Regions from separate parts of the Mus musculus genome. Here region 1 is linked to region 2. The links are chromatin contacts, called in public promoter capture Hi-C maps. All regions are on one chromosome and are shown on one strand. Each heading gives the region's core, a stretch centred on a gene start, on an enhancer-like site or on the middle of the called end of the contact. The rest is flanking DNA. Distances are from core to core; before and after follow the strand shown.

Evidence for each region. Capture Hi-C pulls out chosen DNA fragments and counts their contacts.
Region 1: a contact with region 2 is called in a promoter capture Hi-C map of liver. The contact joins the promoter of Slc17a5 here to the promoter of Ddx43 in region 2. A contact is called at or near these places in 14 of 39 promoter capture datasets (the 3T3-L1 cell line, the C10 cell line, the HPC-7 cell line and 10 more), 3 of 115 datasets of contacts at active chromatin or transcription factors (effector CD8 T cells, extraembryonic endoderm stem cells and memory CD8 T cells) and 3 of 9 other capture datasets (adipose tissue, embryonic stem cells and liver).

Annotation. Positions count from the first base shown.
Region 1 is chr9:78,585,268-78,590,137 of GRCm38.p6, forward strand. It overlaps Slc17a5 (solute carrier family 17 (anion/sugar transporter), member 5), which reads right to left and starts at 2,778. Exons shown (of 11, transcript NM_172773.3): 1 at 2,607-2,778. The coding sequence starts at 2,700.
Region 2 is chr9:78,391,934-78,397,297 of GRCm38.p6, forward strand. Ddx43 (DEAD box helicase 43) reads left to right here and starts at 3,844. Exons shown (of 17, transcript NM_001191044.1): 1 at 3,844-4,193. The coding sequence starts at 3,947.

The DNA.
Region 1 (4,870 bases), core at 1,528-4,027, 190 kb after region 2:
TGAATTCTTATCGATTGAGAAACAATGTCCGAGATAAAGCTCTGGAGAGGAAGAGTCTGGAATAAACAAAAGTCTGGGGGAGTCAGGTGTGGCCTGGCCCTACAGATAGCACAGGTCACTAGACTATTAACCACACCCACTCCCAACCTTCTGGGTGGAAAACAGGTTATACACATCTTCTGTTGTCGAGACAACCCTGCCTGTTTAACATTGCAGGCTTCCCTGAGACTATCCATATCAGCCGAGCTGTGGGGATTAAAAACCACAGGGACTCACAGTGTCCATTCACATAGTCCCCATCTCCATACCTGAGAAAGCACTTTCTGTTTGTTTGTTTGTTTGTTTGCTTGGGGGAGGGGGTTCAAGACAGGGTCTCTCTGTGTAGCCTTGTCTATCCTGGAACTCTTGCTCTAGGCCAGGCTGGTCCTGAACTCAGCAATCCGCCTGCCTCTGCTTTCCAAGTTCTGGGATGAGAGGCGAGTGCCATCATTGGCTGGCTCTGAGAAAGCATTTCTAATCAAATAAAGTGCTACGTACCTATGTAAGGGAGAAAGGAGGCCTGAGAATCTCGGGAGACGAGCCAGGAAAGGTCTTTTTTGGAAGAGGGATATTTAACAGAGGCTTCCTCAACGGGCAGAAGTTGCCAGGTAGCTGCGGGGGTGGGGTGGGTGTGAGCACAGCCATTCTAGCAAAAGCAGGACCAGGGCCTGCAGAAGTAGGGATGTGAGAGAGGCACAGGGAGAACATAGGACCTTCCTTCCCCCGAGCTGGTTTACTAACAAATAGTTCACATTACCGTCGAGCGCTTACTGTATTGAGCTCCTGTTACAGAACGATGAAGATGAACCGCAAAGTACACAGAACACTACTCAGCACACAGAAACTTCAGGAACTGAATTGCTATCACTGCCTTCTCTGGATCCTGGAGATCGAGCTCACGTGTTAAGAAGTGTATTTCTCATTTGTGGGAAATTAAGCTTTGTGGGGCACGAGGCTCCTAGTGGAACAGACAGGACGGCCGGGAAGGTAGATATCCCTACCAAACTGGCGGAGCAATCGGCCTTGCGTGCAACTTCCGGTGCCACGTGTCTGTGGCACCAAGGAGGATGTGATGACGGAGGACAGGGACAGGGAATCCAGAGCAGTGGCAAAGTGTCAAACTTCGATTCTAACCCAAGAGGGAAGCCAAGGGGGCAGGAGGTGTGAATCAGTGGACAGAATGCTTGCTTACCACGCATTCAGGAGGTGGAGGCAGGAAGGTCAGGAGAACTAAGTCACCTGCAGCTACAAAATAGAGGCCAGCTGGGGCTACATGAGACCCTGTCTCAAAGAAAACCAAGCAACCAACCAAAAAAATGCAAGTCCTAGGTTTGACCTACTGATGCCTTACACTTTTCAAAATAAAACATTCTATTTTAGATTTTAAAAAAAAAATCTGTTCTATGTACGAATGTTTGCCTGTATGTATGTCTGTGTACCACAGGTGTGTCTGAGTAGGGAGGGTGTTGGCTCTCTTGAGCTGGAGTTATGGATGGTTGTAAGCTTCCATGTGGGTGCTGGGAACTGAACCCTCGTCCCCTGGAAGAGCAACCAGTGCTCTAACTGCTGAGCCATCTTTCCAGTTCCCTAACAAACTATTCTAAAAATAAAAACAAAACCAAAACAGATCACCCAAAAGCCAACAGAAGTAGTCTGAATAAAGTCAGAAAGTAGGGTAGTTACCCACACAAGTGGGAAGGATGGTTAAAACAGTTACGAAAGAATTCTTTGGTAATGTCAACAAAAGACATACCGACAGAAGACTGTTCCGGGCCAACAAAGGCAAATTTCCAGTTCAATTCTTTCTCACACCTATATCCTTGAATGTGTCCAAGCCGATTTGTCCTTTAGTTTTCTGTAGCTTCAGGAAGCTACATTACAAAAGTGTAGCGAAATCCAGTGAAGACACATACTTGTGTTTTGGGGGATGGTGGGTATGGAGACTAGAACCTTGTCAGGCAAGGACTATACCTCTGTGCAACATGCGCCCCCCCCCCCCCCCCCCGCAATGAAGATGCTTTTTGAAGTAGCACCTGCAAGACCTCTAGTACGGCATATTGTCTTAGAGTGCTAAAGATATCTTATCTTGAGAATAACCTGTTTCCTAACTTAAATTGCAGTCTGATAGACAAGGAAAAAATAGAAATGTCTGCAATATTTTGGTGTCTTACAGCACAAGATATTCGCGGGATTATGCAACTGTCCCCCGCACACTCAACAGCTGTTAACTCTTCTTTGTTGTTGTTTTGTTTTTGTCTCTCCTCCCCAACAAGGCGCTACCAGATCACATGTTTACAGGCCGGCATAAGCGGAAACCTGGCGGCCGCTGGAGGGGAGCAAGAAGCACTTTGGCCCCTTTGCTTATTGACTCGGATCGGGTACCCCTCCGACCCTGAATTGCTTCAGTCCCGCCAGCGCCACAGGCACCTCCGTCCCGACCCACAGCACTACAGCGGCTACCTGTCCCCCCGACCCCGCAGCCACTCCTTCAAGGCGCCCACGGCCGGGAACCACCCGCCCGCCAGGAACGCTGCCACTAGCAATCACTCGGTGGTCCCGCAGCTCACCCGCTTCGGTCTGCCGGGCGCCCGGCAGGAGCGGGGTGCTGTCCGAGCTCTCCTCATCGTCGTTTCCCGCCGGACCCCGAAGCAGGGGCCTCATAACGCCTGGAGAGCAGATGTGCCGGCGTCGTTGCTTGGCCAACCTAGCTCTCGGCAGGACAGCCCTTCGCCGTGCTGGCTGGGCGGGGCAGGATATTGCCCCGCCCCAGGACACGCCCATATCTGGTTGCCTGTTCCTAAGGCGCCATTTTAGTTTCGGGCAATTTCCCGCTGTGGGCAGGGTTGGGTTGGGCGTGGCGTTTGCGCTGTGCAAGATGTGTGTCACCAGCGGTAGGGAGCCCAGGACTCTGTTACACTAGTAAAAGCCCGGGCATTGGACAGCCTGAAGGCGGCGATGGGGTTTGCATCTCGCAGTGATAGGGAGCTAGGGAAATGGGCAGGGACTATTTGCCTTCTAAATGTCTATAATAGTTTTCAGTCTTTGTCCGTTTTGTGACAGCATATGGCTTTTGAAAAGTAGCAAAGGAAATCATGTTTTGTCCGACGAAATTGACTGTTTCAGAGGTGAACCCCAATGTAGGCAGCTGCCTTTTCTCTTTAGGAAGATACTGTTGATTGTACCCAGGGCCTCACACATATTAGACTAACGCTGATACATACCATTGACCTACATCCCCAGCGGGCAGGCCACGTGATGTATGAGCGTGGGGGAGTTTTCTCTGTAAATCTAATTTGGACAGATTTTCCCTACTGCTGACTCTAAGAAAGAGGAACTAGGAAAATGCTTCAGTCAGCCTTGGTGGGGCCATCGGGCCTCTGAGTAATAAAAGCCATATCTGCAGACCGATGGAAAAGACAGATGTGGTAGACGCCCTTAGAGATTTCCACGCAGACCAAGGAAGAGCAGAGGCTCAGAAAGTCAGGTGAGGCCCCTGTCTAGAAGAAGGGCTGACTGAGATTTACTAAAGATATCCCTAACTCTTGGGCCAGTAAATGCTGATGGGCAAGTTTTCAAAAAGACAGCTGTAGAGATAAAGCCCTTGAGTTTGTGCATACCCGCCTGGCAAATTCTTATAAAATGTATGTACAAACAGCACTTCTGGTGTGGTTAATTTGATGTGTCAGTTTGCTTGTCCTCCATGTGAGTGGATTTCAATTTGTTTGAAGGTTTGATTAGAACAAAAAGATCAGCTTCAAGCCGGGCGTGGTGGCGACACCTTTAATCCCAGCACTCGGGAGGCAGAGGCAGGCAGATTTCTGAGTTCGAGGCCAGCCTGGTCTACAGAGTGAGTTCTAGGACAGCCAGGGCTACACAGAGAAACCCTGTCTCAAAAAAACAAAAACAAACAAACAAACAAACCCAGCTTCCCTAACTCATCCCCTTGTACCCACCCCCCCACCCCTGAACTCCTCCAACAGACGGCTTCAGATTTCATTAGCCTCGGGGTTCTCATCTTTCTGCACCTCTGCTATCCTGTGTGAGCCAATAGGTTTGTTCAACACTGTATCTCCTCTCCTTTATTGCTAAGATCATCCTTTTTGGCAGGGACAGCCAAGGGAATCTTCCAACATAGGGAATCAGATTCCAACAGCCTTGGGGAGTTTGAAATCAGCAGCACCATGTTTAAGTACACTTATTACCTGAGAAGGTTCAGGTTACAGAAAAGTTGCAAAGTCAGTACGCAGAGTTCGAGGTAGGATAGGAAGGCTGGCTTTGTGGGGACATGGGAAAGGAGTCCCTCACTCCCGGGTCTGGGGGACATATCCTGCCAGCTGAGCTAAGAATTTCTGCACAATTAACATGATTTGCTGTGAAGGACCATATGTAAGGCCCAAGCATCCTTCCAGAATGACCTTTCTCCTTTCCCAGACTTGTAAACCTGGGGAGATTTCTAAGACTTTGACAAGAAGCCCCACTTAGGGTACACTCTTGTGCAACTTTATGATCCATGGTTTTACTGGATCAGCTGGCAGTCTTATCCACGGCACTGACAGGCACCCTGTCATCATTTACTGAAGGGTGTGTGTGTGTGTGTGTGTGTGTGTGTGTGTGTGTGTGTGTGGTGAGACAGGGTTTCACTGTGAGGCCCTAGCTGTTCTGGAACTCACTATGTAGACCAGGACTGCCTCTGTCACCCCAGTGCAGGGATTAAAGGCAAGTATCAATCCTGCCCTGCTTGTGTGTGTGTATGTGGGGCGATTCTTAACAACACTTTAAGCTGTTACTTAAAGGCCACCAAAATCATATATATAGTAGCTGCTGAGACACT
Region 2 (5,364 bases), core at 2,594-5,093:
TTTAAGACCCTACTCCTAGCTGTCTGGAAGCCAGTATTCTGCTAGCAACCTTCAGATAAAGATGTAGAACTCTCAGCTCCTCCTATACCATGCCTGCCTGGATGCTGCCATGTTCCTGCCTTGATGATACTGGACTGAACCTCTGAACCAGTAAGCCAGCCCCAATTAAATGTTGTCCTTTATAAGACTTGCCTTGGTCATAATGTCTGCTCACAGCAGTAAAACCCTAACTAGACATCACCATTCTTGGCTTTAGACCTTTTTATTTGCACTTCCATTTCATCTTCACCTGGGAAGCCTCATCCACAGTCATCCCCCTAGGACCACCAATTAACCAAGAGGACCTAGTCTAGCAGGTGCAGCAAGAACGAAGAGGCTCTGATAGCTGCAGTCCATCCCATAGTGTACTGAGTACTCTGTTTCTGGTAAGTTCCCATCTCATCTTCCCTCTGTGATGGTTGGGAGCCCTTGCCATCATCTGTGACCCTCCCTAGTGACCAAAGCTTGGTTGGGAGGCTACAGCCTCACCTACTGCCCCAATACAGACAAGGTATCTACCAACACTCCTGCATGGCCAATAACCCTAGCACACTGAGATTAAGACATAAGCCCCACAATCTGTCCCACCAATGAGATCAGCATGCCTATTAGGTTTTCTTCCTACCCATCATTGTACAGGCAAAGACTGCAAATATATGAAGCCACGGTCCTGGCCAAGATCTCTATTGAGTCCATGACACAAGCAGGCTCTGGGTCCTCTTCCAACCTGGTGGAGACTTCACTCCTATGCGGTGCCAATGCAACCCACTGCAAGGATTAGGGCTGCCTACCCACAAAGCTTCAGCTATACGCATTGGCTTGGTAAGCATAGGCATATTATACTGGGGAGATGATAGCCGGAAATATTGCTTCAGCAAACTCTTCATAGGGCTCCTGTGGCCCTGGTAAGGACTGCAGCCACGGAAGTTACAATTCCCTCTGCGTGAGCCAATGTAGATCATGTGCCAGAATGGTTCAGCCCTGCCTATCACTTTGGGAAGGCAAGAGCAAATCTAAAAATCATGGGTACAAGCCAGGCATGGTGGTGCACGCCTTTAATCCCAGCACTTGGGAAGCAGAGGCAGGTGAATTTCTGAGCTCGAGGCCAGCCTGGTCTACAGAGTGAGTTCCAGGACAGCCAGGGCGACACAGAGAAACCCTGTCTCGAAAAACCAAAACCAAACAAACAAACAAACAAAAAACCAAAATCATGGGTACAAAAGATGGTGAAGAATTCCATGCTAAAAGCATGGAAATGTTTTCAATTAAATCATTGCAGGAAAAAAAATCCCTAAATGAGGGAAAGTGACACCAATCTAGATAAAGAGCCATAGAACACCAACAGAAAAGATGAGAGCAGAAAAGAATGTCCCATCAGGCTATCTTTAGTAAAGTGACATGGTTCAGTGGACCAAAGCACTTCCCACCCATGCTTGACACCTGAGTTTGATCCCCAGAACCTACAGGGAAGGACACTAGTTATTCCTAAAAGTTGTTCTCTGATCTCCACATGCCCACTAGGACATGCATATAGCCACACACACATACCATATGCCCAGAATTTTACACTGACACATACACACACACATCCCTCGATACAAGAAAGTCTTCTAATACATTTCAATGTCCTTTCTTGATAAATATTCTGAAAAAAAAAAAAAAACCTTGATAAAGGGACAGGAGAGACGCCCAGCACTAAGAGCATTACCCTGCTTGCTCTTCTTGTGGACAGGGCTTAATAGTCATGAATCTACATGGTGATTCACAAGTCCAACTCCTCTGTCCACCATAGCAACAGAGGGATGGACAGCTTCAAGCGATGGCAGTCTGGCGCAAATGGGATTTGAGTATGCAGCTAAGCTGCCCCTGAGTCTTAACATCCTTGGGAGCTTTTCAGAGAACCTGGTCCTTGAGCATCCTTGAAGGAAAGAAGCCAAAGGTGGGTAAGGCAAAAAAAGTAAAGGAGGCACTGGTGACACACACGCGCCTGTATGTGTATTTGTGTGTTTATTTGTGTGTGTGTGTGTGTGTGTGTGCGCGCGTGCACATGTCTCTGTACACTTCACTAAGACCTTCCATCCAGAGGTAACCCCTCTGAGAACACCCGAGCAAAGTAGACGTGAGTGTAAACTTTCCACCTGAGAAAAGAAACCGTCTTCCAAGGCTCTGTAGGTTAAAGTTGAGTGGTTCCCTCCCCCCACTTTTTTTAGTCTTCATCCTTTGCACTATCTGGAGGGAGAAAGTAGGAGGTGGATGACCCAAAACCTCTCAGTCCGACTCTCTCCTTGCTTAGTAAAAACCCACCGCGTCATGGATTGAACTAGTACAGGGTGATTCTTAATTCCTTTTCCAAAAAAAGGTTTAGTGATACAGATCTGGAAGAGAAAATGCATTTGTTTTGTTTTGTGAAAAGTACAGAAAAGCAGGAAGCTTGCTGTTACCCCACTTTCTCCCTCTCTTCTCCTCTCCCTCCTAGGAGTCGTCACGATTTCCAATTTACCCAGCAGCTTTCCCCTCATGACGGTGGACAGCACCCCTATCATTTCTCCAGAGCAGTACATCGGTTATAGTAGAAGAGACTAAACTAAGAGGTCATTGCTTAAAATCCAGTTCCCAAAACAGCTCAGTATCTGTGGCGGGAAAGTCTGACCTTCTCAGAGGAGGTAGAATATAATTCTTTCTGCTTCTAGTTTCTGGAAAAGGTTCATTACCCAAATGCTAATACCAGACAAAGGCATTGCAAGAAAGCTGCTAAACAAAACCTCTCATGAACAGCCGGGCCCAACAAACACCCAGCGACGTTAGCACATCAAAACCAGCAGTCACTTCTGAAGGCGGTTATCCACCCACTTCAGGATCAGAGTCTGCATGGACATTTAAGATTTGCTCTACTTCTGGCTTCTCCTGGCTCCCCCGTGTCCACACCCCCATTCTATGCTGTTTGGATTACTTTAAATCCTCAAGCACAGTCAAGACATGTTTTGTGATTGGCTTATTTTTTATTTTGCTCGATGTTTCTGTGTAAGTCCAAGATGCTTTGATAGTTTGGTGTTTTATTCACATTCCCCCAGAGAGTATTGTATCAAGAGATACTGTTGCTACATCTGTGTGTCATGAAATTCATCTATAAGCCCAGCACTTGAGTGCCCACTCCCAGGCAGGAGAATTAAGGCTATCTTCAAAGATATTAGTATACATAGTATTATATAATATAATTTGATGTAATTTATTTAACCCAGGATGGACCCAACCTTCCAGTTTTTCCTCAGTGTCTCCTACAAGACATTCAATGCTAAGATTCTGCGTGTCCTCTGTTTGATGGATGGTTGACCTGTGATCTAGTCTGACAATTCGAGGATCCCAATCCCAGCAAAGGATGCTGGAGCTTAGGCCAGGCCTGGAGGACTGTGTCCAGCTCCAAAATCCTTGCAAAGCTGGGTGTGCTTCAGGCAGTGCTATTTTTTTTTTTTTTTAACTTTAGGTATTGGGGAGTGTAGATAGGGTATCCTGCGCTTAGGCAAGCGCTTTCATCGAGTTATTTTAAGATAGAGCCTGAAAGTAATTGTCACGCAGACCCTCCTGCCCCAGATCTCAAGCCTGTACATTAGCCCGTCATGAACCTGAATTTCGAGGCACGGTTGGGATCGTTTCCGTGGCACGGAGACGCACTGTCCTCAAGCTGATGTTCCCAGCCAGACACTAGCCGGGCAAATAGGGGTCCAGGTGGCCGCTCGGTTGCAAGCGCCGATTGGTCAGGCCAGCCAGGCCCCGCCCCCGAAGCGCGGCGGCCAATGAGCGCGCAGAGGACTGGCGGGCGAGCTCGCGGGCGGCAGCGGAGTTTTTCCGACGCCGCGGCCTGTGCAGCTGAGTCTGGAACGACGTGCGACGCGCGGCTCTCCTCAGAGCCATGTCTAGGCGGGAACCCGCAGCCAACGCTTCCTCCTCGGGCGTTGCTCCCCGGCGAAGCTCGACCGGGTCCCGGGGCGCCGACCGGACAGCGACGGAGGAGACGAACCGGAGAGGCCGGGTCGGTAGCAGGGGTGCGGGCGGCGGCTGGAGAGAGCCCGCCGGGGCCGCCGAGGCTACGGCCGCCGGCCGCCGCGAACCGCCGCTCTGCTTCGGGGTGAAGAACGATGTGGTGGGCGCGGTGATAGGTGAGCGCCGGCGGCGCCCAGGCTCGCTGCATGACGGGGCGGCGGCGTCGGGGCTCCAGCAGCGCGGGGGCGCAGTTCTATGGCGGGCCGGGGCGTGTGTGGGAGAGAACCTCCTGGAAGACTCGCGCGGCATCCGCGGTAAAGGTCTTTCCGGTTTCCCGCAGGGGCCAGCAGCTCAGTGCGGAGGTGCAGCCATCACCCTCTAGGTCGTTTTCACACCTAGTGTGCTTTAGTGTCAGGTCAGAGCCGCAGCTTCGTCTCTGCCAGGAGGTTTAACTTGAGGTGAATGTAACTGCGGAGAGCAGTACGCGGGAGTCTTAGATGCGCAATTTTCAACTTTTCTGAGATGCATTTTACAGTGATGGAGATGTTTCCCTCAGTTGGCTTCAATTCTTAGTTTCAGTTATAGGGCTTTTTGGGGGGTGGGTTGGGGTCCGTGAAGTGAATATATTTAGTTCTAAAAGCCTGCTTTGTGGCATTTAATCGTATGTTTTAAGGCTGGTTACTAGAATAGACAAAGATTCCGTTTGCAGGGTCCAAGCTCCCCCGCCCTCCCCACCCCTCCCAATCTGAACAAGAAGCCCAGTATTTGAACGGGAAGCTCACCAGAGAACCAATAGGTTTGCGACAGATATTAGACCCGCTGCAAGAAGCAGTGAAGTCTAGGCATTGGAATACACACGACTCGTTGGTTGTGCATGCTACTGTGTTTGTTTGTTTGTTTGTTTCTTATTCTGGGTATTGAACCCAGTGCATCCCAAATAATTAGGTGCATCCTGAGCTACATCCCTAGCCTTGCAACCTAGATGGTTTATTCCAGTGTGTGTTAAAATATGACAATCTTTATTTTTTCCTCTACTGTTCATCTTCTCCCACCCCACTTCCTTCTTCCCTCTCTTTTTCTTTCTTTGAACTCAGGATTGAACCCAGAGCTTCATAAGAGTTAAGCCTATCTTTACCCCTAATCTGCTACTCAGCCCCACCTTACTTCTATAGTTAAGAAGTAAGCATATATAACGAGCGCAGTGTTAGTGGTAATGGGAGATTGTGTCCCAGCTCTTCCGTGATTAGAACTATACCGCCTCTCAGCTCCTCGTTTCTCCTTGGTCTTGTGCCTCCACATCACCGCTCTCTGCTGCTGCTGGAGTTATTTACTTCAGATCCTCAAGTA